Regions from separate parts of the Mus musculus genome. Here region 2 is linked to region 1. The links are chromatin contacts, called in public promoter capture Hi-C maps. All regions are on one chromosome and are shown on one strand. Each heading gives the region's core, a stretch centred on a gene start, on an enhancer-like site or on the middle of the called end of the contact. The rest is flanking DNA. Distances are from core to core; before and after follow the strand shown.

Region 1 (3,379 bases), core at 401-2,900:
GCCAGAGTCCTACCTGCCTGGGTAGGCAGTACCCTACTACAGCCTCAGTCTCCTGCAATAGTGATAGTAGTGATAGTAGTGATAATGCCTACCTCATTGTATTACCATGAAGACGAAGGGCTTACTCTATATGATGTGTCACCAGCTGGGTCCACTGCATGCTATGTGAGTGTGTTGTGGTCCTCAAGACTCTTCAACCATGTCATCTTCTTTCTGTAGCATATCTCTCTACCATGTCCCTCTTCTCTTCAGGTGTCTCCCAAGTTCTGTCCTCAGTCTTCTCTCTCACAGTACCCACTTGGTGATTATTTCTCTAATCTCTGAGTACCTCCTCAAGTTGATGTGTTCTGACCATTGTTTTATTTAACATCATGAATATGATAAATGCAGCACACCCTTACAGTGTCCCCTAAATTGGATCTTTCTGCCCTTGTCCATGGATGACAGTGACTCAGCCACTCCCTCCATCTTCCCCAATATCTAAAATCTGATGCTCTTCACTGTGACTTGGGCATCCACTACCCTCCCACCAAAGCATTGCTCATCAAACCTTAGAACAGATGTCGGGGTTAAGGACAGTGCTTCTCTGTGGTAAGGGAAGTACTTCCCAAGTGGGACCAGATACCCTGCATATCAGATATTTACATTACAATTCATAACGCTAACAAGATTACACTTATAAACATATCAGCGAAAGTAATTTTACAGTCGCAAATCACTCTAATGTGAGGAACCGTATTAAAGAGTTGCAGCATTGGGAAGGCTGACAAGCACTGGTCTCATGCCAGCCACAGCCAGCCCTCTCTGCCTCACTTCTCCGTCTGCACATCTTTCACCTTCCAGGAATCGCTCCTAGGCATTAGAACATGGGTGCTGGCTTTGTGCGCCTCCTGACACAGCTTGCCCCTGCTGCTCACACCTCTACCCTCGGGTCAGCTTTGCTCTTTCCCAATGCCCCAGCAGACCCCCAAGCCTTTCCTAAACACCTTATACTAGTTCCACAGGGCTTGTCCGTTTCCTTATTTTACCTCATTCCCTAAACCGGACCCTTTTCTTGCTGGGCATGGGCCACTCCTGTCTCTAAGGCACAGGGCCTGGCATAAGAGAAAGTACCCAATCCCTAGACGGGTCACGTTCTCAGTTTCAGCATTCCTAATCAAAACCTGGCCATGCTCGCTGTCACTCTGTACAGAGACTCTGCCTCCACCCCCACCCCTGAGACAGAAGGTGTTGACCTGCAGAGGATCTGGGCTGGGAGAGATCTTAGCTTCCATGACTTCGGACTGGGTAGAGGCTGGTACCGGCAAGTGCCCTGAGATGACCATCCTTGCTATACACTGTTCTGTTTTCACAACAGAAGCGAAGGTTTGCCAGCATGGCTTGCTCTCTGAATCCTGGGCATCAGTTCGCACCATCGCAAACACATGCAGGGCAAAGCCCTGGGCACCGCAGGGGTTGTTACCTTCTTCCACTTGAAGGTCTTCTGTGCTGTCTTTCAAGTCTTCATCCACCCAGGGCTGAACTTGAGCCTCCTCCTTCTTTTTCTCTAGGTTCCTGTCGGCATTTTTAAAGACCCATACAACCAAGATACAGACAACTGCTACCAAGACTGGGGTGAGGAGAAACATGGTCTGAAGTCCGACCTGGAATGTGTGCGCTTTCCCACACTGGCATTTATACAAACAGATGGAAGCAGGGAATGCTGGGAGTAGATGTAGAAACGGGGAGGAGTGCCAGGGAGGGAGCAAAGTACAAACTCAGACTCCGTGAGGACTTTGCAAAGGAGCAAAGCTCACAGTTGGGTGCGTGTGGGATTGGTCCTGCTCTGACGCATGCAATTTTAAAACTGTGCACTTGATCAGTATATTTTCAGACATCAATGACCATGGGGTGCATTAAGCACTGTAATGTGCTACATTGCTGGTGGTGGTTTTAAAGAAAAAAAGCATTTGACCTTTCTCCTATTTAACTATTCTCTCAAAGCATCTTCAACTGCCTGAAGCTAGGAATTGCCCAGAGAGCTAATTTTTTAAAAGGGCAGATTTATAAATGTAGGTTCTGATATCCTGAAAGATAATTTCCAGAAAGAGGCTGTCAACGTGCATTTTTAACAACATATGTAAGAGGCACTGCCCTGAGGCTGTAAAAAAAAAAATTAACAGCCATGCCAACATATGCAACAGAGAAGAAAGGCTATGTTTTACATTAAAGAAAGATTTTAATCTGGAAAAAGTGATGCAAACAGTTTGAAATGACTATATCTAAGCTTGAGGCTTTTTGTTTTTTGTCTTAGTTTTTATCTTTGCCTATGCCTCTGTTGTTCAGGCTGTCAGAACACAAATGTCATTGGTTGAGTGACATAAATAACAGAAACACGTGTCTCACAGTTCCAGAGGTTGAGATGTCCAAGCCCCGGGGACCAGCAGGTTTTGTTCCTCCTCGCTTGTATTGTTCTCACAGCTGGGGATGAGGGAGGAAGGAAGGATGGGAGAGAGAACCATTACTCACAGAAAGCTTCCCTTGTGGCTCCTCCATATTCCACGTACTAAATCACAGGTGCTCCCCAAAACCTCATGTCATAGATCCCGCTACTGCTCCCATTTTCACTCATATGAATGAGGCATGAATAGGTCAAATGACATGCCAAAGCCATTAGAAGATAAATGGGACATAAGCAGCCTGAGTCCATGCTGGGTACGTCTGCAGTGTGGACTAGAATTCTTAGCTAAGATCCTGCGGTGTTGAGCCTGCCTGGGTAACAGGGGAAAGCTGGGACAAGGATTTTATGTGCTAGTACAAGAGACATTGCTGCCTGGCTGCCAAGGTTCACACTCAGCTCTGGGAGCTCACCGAAAAGAGATTTTTAAAAAAGCACAGTGCAGGGGCAAGAAGTCTGGCAGCTGTAACAGCAGCAGGATGGGCAGAGCAGTGTGGAGATCAGACAAGGCTTCCAGAGGGAAGAAACTTTGACTCTAGAATTTGAAACCCACCCAAGTTCCCGACCTGGTGCATCTGCAGGTCTCAGAGTACAGGGGAGGGGGAGGGTGGGCCCTGTGAATTCCGCCAATTTTCACCTGCGCTGGACCCAGTGAGCTTCCTCTAACCCTAACACCTCCTCAGTGACCAGGCCTCCAGCTTCTGATAGTGTCGGTACAGAACAATGCTTCAGCTGCCAATGTAATGTACACTTGTACAGGAACAATGTGGCTTCCCTTGAGGAACAGGATCTGTGCCATAGGGTCACAGAACACCGTGTAGCTGATCTGAGGATGGGCCCTCTCTTCTCTTAGTACCTCTACAGCAGAGCTTCTTCACCTTCCTAATGCAGTGACCTTTTAATACACTTCCTCGATCCCCCCAACCATACAGTTATTTTCTT
Region 2 (3,379 bases), core at 442-2,941, 1.0 Mb before region 1:
TCCATCTTCTTCAAAGACTCCTTGGGGCCCTTCTCCCCTGTCGCCTTCCCAGTTTAGAAGTGGGAGAGCGTGGGGATTTTCTTTCTTTTATTTTTTTTTAAGGATCAAAAGCAGAAAATGAGAGCCACATGGCCTCTTTCCTAACATTCATAGCAACACAGATCACTGTGTAGTATGACAGAGAAGAGATAAAACATTGAACGTGGTAATGGGAAGTTTCGTTTATTGGTGTTTAAGCTCTGAGAGGAGAGTGTTCTTTGAATTTTTTTTTTTTTTTGGTCAGGCAGGTGCTGCGAGTATTGGCTTGTCTGGTGTCCAGTCAGTGACCTTTATCAGATGGGCTGAACTGCAGCTCAAGATTTTGGCAGGTCATTCTATCAGAGATAAATCTGTGCTGAGAAGTGTCTCTCCCAAACGCAAACTCGCCTTTCCATGTTATCTGAGGCTTCATCCATATCATATCCAGCGTGATTTTAGTAGTTACGTCTCCCTTGATCATTTTTCTATAAACGACTGGGAATGTTATTGCAGATAATAATTTAGAAGTTAGGTCAGTATTACAGAGTTACTTCAGGTCTGTAATTTACCTGAAAATGTAATGCATTTGGTTGTGTTTCATTTGTTTTCCTTGTTGCCATGATAAAAAATAACTGGCTAATGTAACTTAAGGGAGGAAAGCTTTGGCTCACACTCACAAGGAATATGGTCCTTCACTGTGAGGAAGGCCACAGGCAGCTTGATGCCACGGTGGCAGAGTGTTCTGGTATTCCACTTCTTTGCATACCAGGAAGCAGGAAGCAGAGCTCAGATGAGAAGCAAGGACATTCTATAAAACCGTTAGTCCTCCCCACCTCCAATGACCACTTCCTCCAACAAGGCCACACCCTAAGAGCTGGGATCAGAAGTTCAAACACATGAGCCAGTGGGAGCATCTCGCACCAAAGCATGACATGGGGAGACATGGCTCGTCAGCTCTTACAGCATATTCACCTCCTCTCTCCTGTGTCCACTTCCTTCTGGTGGAAACATGCATTTTCAGTATATCCCACAATCCAGAAAGGTTTTCCTCCCCAGGACCTACACTTCCTGACTTCTAAGTCACGCCACCCTCTCGGGTCGCTATTGCTTGTCGGTTGTTTTGCTTCTGATCATGATAACTTGAATCACTCAGCAAGTGTGCCATGCAACTGGTACAGCAACAGAGGGTATAATGCAGAGGGTGGGGGCAATTGCTGATGTGCATCCCATAACCCTCACGGAATCCCTCAAGAATGGGGTCCTAGACAAAAGTACCCACTGCGGAAAAAAGAACAAAAAAGAAGAAGCCTGTATCAAGCAGAACTGAAATGGGACAGTAGTTTAGTTTCAAATTCACTCCATTTGCTGTCTGTCTGTTGCCCAGAGCCCTATTTCTGAGTTATCCATGGTAAAGAGTGTTTGTTTTCACCTCAGTCTTAAGCACTGAAATAAGAACTTGAATTCTGTATTGGTCCCTGGTTGCTCTATAGGTAAATAAGGCTTCTGGCTTGTTTTTTTGTTTTTTGTTTTTTTTGTTTTTTGTTCCTCCAGCAACATTGCCATCTCTCTGGACATGAGTCGTGCTTCTGTGGCCACAACCAGCTCAGCCCAGTTCCAGGAACGCAGTGGGAACTCCAGTTGGATATGAGCAGAACAGAGCAAGAGGACAGACGTCATCTCCAGGTCAAGGGCTGCTTAATGATCCAAAGGAACTGCACAGATGTTCCAGTTATTACAGGCAGTGACTGTCAAAAGGAATCGGATGCTCCCTCTCCAGCATGCATAACTGTGCCACCCTGAACCTCTGCCAAGCAGAAGGCCATCACCTGGTGTGTTTAGAACTCTAGACAGAAATAATCCTTTGAAACAGTTTTTAAAAGTTGAAACCAAGAGATAGAAAGATGACACAGCTCTTAAGAGCCTCCTCACACAATCGTAAATTCTTGAATTCAGATCCGAGCACAAGAAAGGTATCCTGAAAACACCTTAGCTCCAGCTTCCTGGAACCAAACATCTTCTGCTAGCCTCTGATAGCTCACAGTCATATCTGTATCATATCTTCCATGCAGGCACACACACACATACACACACACACATGAATAGATGATAGATGGATAGATAGATAGATAGATAGATAGATAGATAGATAGATAGATAGATAGATAGACAGAGAAGCAGGCAGACAGATCGAAACTTTAGAATTTGAAAGAGAAGATACCAATCCTTTCTTAAAAATTAAATTTGATCAATACAAGTTGAGTTCCTACTAAACACACTGAAAGATCCTGGTGTCCACGAAGGATTTTGGAATAAAAGTAATGGTCAGGTAAGTAGGTTTCAAAATAAATGCCAAGGCACACTGAGATCCATAGGCCATTAATTATTAATTTATTTCTAAACCACCTCTTTTCAACACAACCTCAGACACCTTGAATCTTGATCATGAATAAAACCCTCTACTTCTGTTCCCACGTGGAACTGAATAAAACGCCAAAAAGAAGGCTGAGGCACCTGGGAAGAAGTGCAAGCTGTCGAAGGATGGAGCAGCCAGAGCTCTCTAACAGATCAGAACACTGGGGCTCCTGTGGCATCAGAGACTCCATTCACTGATGTTGCCCTGAGCCTAGGACCTGGCCATTCCTCCAAAGGAGTCTCTTGAGTCACAATCCAGGCATGCATTCCATTACACAGAATAAATAATGGCTTAATTTATTAGCTACACAAAAATTTCATGGGAGGTTTTTTCAGAGAAGCTTGGGAACTATCCACATTTTCTTTTCTTATAAACAAAATTCCTCATTTTCTAAATGCATGGTAGAGACCTTTGCAACTATCTTCTGCAGCTGGCTTTAAACGGGAGCTGTGAAGTGCTAGGCCTGTGACTCTCTCCATATCTGGTGTCCATCCTTCCTAGAGAGGGGTTCAGCATCTTGAAGCGCTTTGTTGAACTCTGTCTTTATGGCTACTGTGCTTCCTTCCCTGTGCTCTGCGAAGCTTCTCACCTCAGTGCATGTAGCTCTGCAGACAAGGGATGAAGAGATAGGGCGCTTGGCAGATGAAGTCCCAGCACAGAGTTCAAGCCTTGCTTGGGACCCAGGCAAGACTGAAATTGAAGGCTTGCCCTTCTACCTCCTAGTTAGGACCTGCAGGCAAGTCTCTTCACTCTGCCCTCCCCAGTTAAAAGACTGTGGCTCTAAATGTAAGTATGAAGATGAAGTGAGATGAAGTAACCAGTTCTTGACATAACTGCTGCCATGATTGTTTCCCAGAACTGAAGATGAATGTGTTATCAATTTGACAAGATCTAGAGTCACTTAGGAGACAAACATTTCTAGAAGCATTTAACTAATGAGAAAAGACC

Evidence for each region. Promoter capture Hi-C pulls out the DNA fragments that hold promoters and counts their contacts.
Region 2: a contact with region 1 is called in a promoter capture Hi-C map of liver, with 4 times the contacts expected there. The contact joins the enhancer-like site here to the promoter of Iyd in region 1. A contact is called at or near these places in 4 of 39 promoter capture datasets (hippocampal neurons, liver and pre-B cells).

What each region holds. Positions count from the first base shown.
Region 1 is chr10:3,538,545-3,541,923 of GRCm38.p6, reverse strand. Iyd (iodotyrosine deiodinase) reads right to left here and starts at 1,650. Exons shown (of 5, transcript NM_027391.4): 1 at 1,463-1,650. The coding sequence starts at 1,628. Gm30033 (a long non-coding RNA gene) reads right to left here. Exons shown (of 3, transcript XR_380041.2): 3 at 2,297-2,460.
Region 2 is chr10:4,588,128-4,591,506 of GRCm38.p6, reverse strand. No RefSeq gene overlaps it. Among named protein-coding and RNA genes, the nearest start is that of Gm22739, 110 kb to the right of the region's middle. Within about 2 kb of position 1,691, at least 8 of the 459 cell types and tissues checked have an H3K27ac peak or open chromatin away from gene starts, as enhancers often do. A contact at or near this core is called in liver, where this site is marked.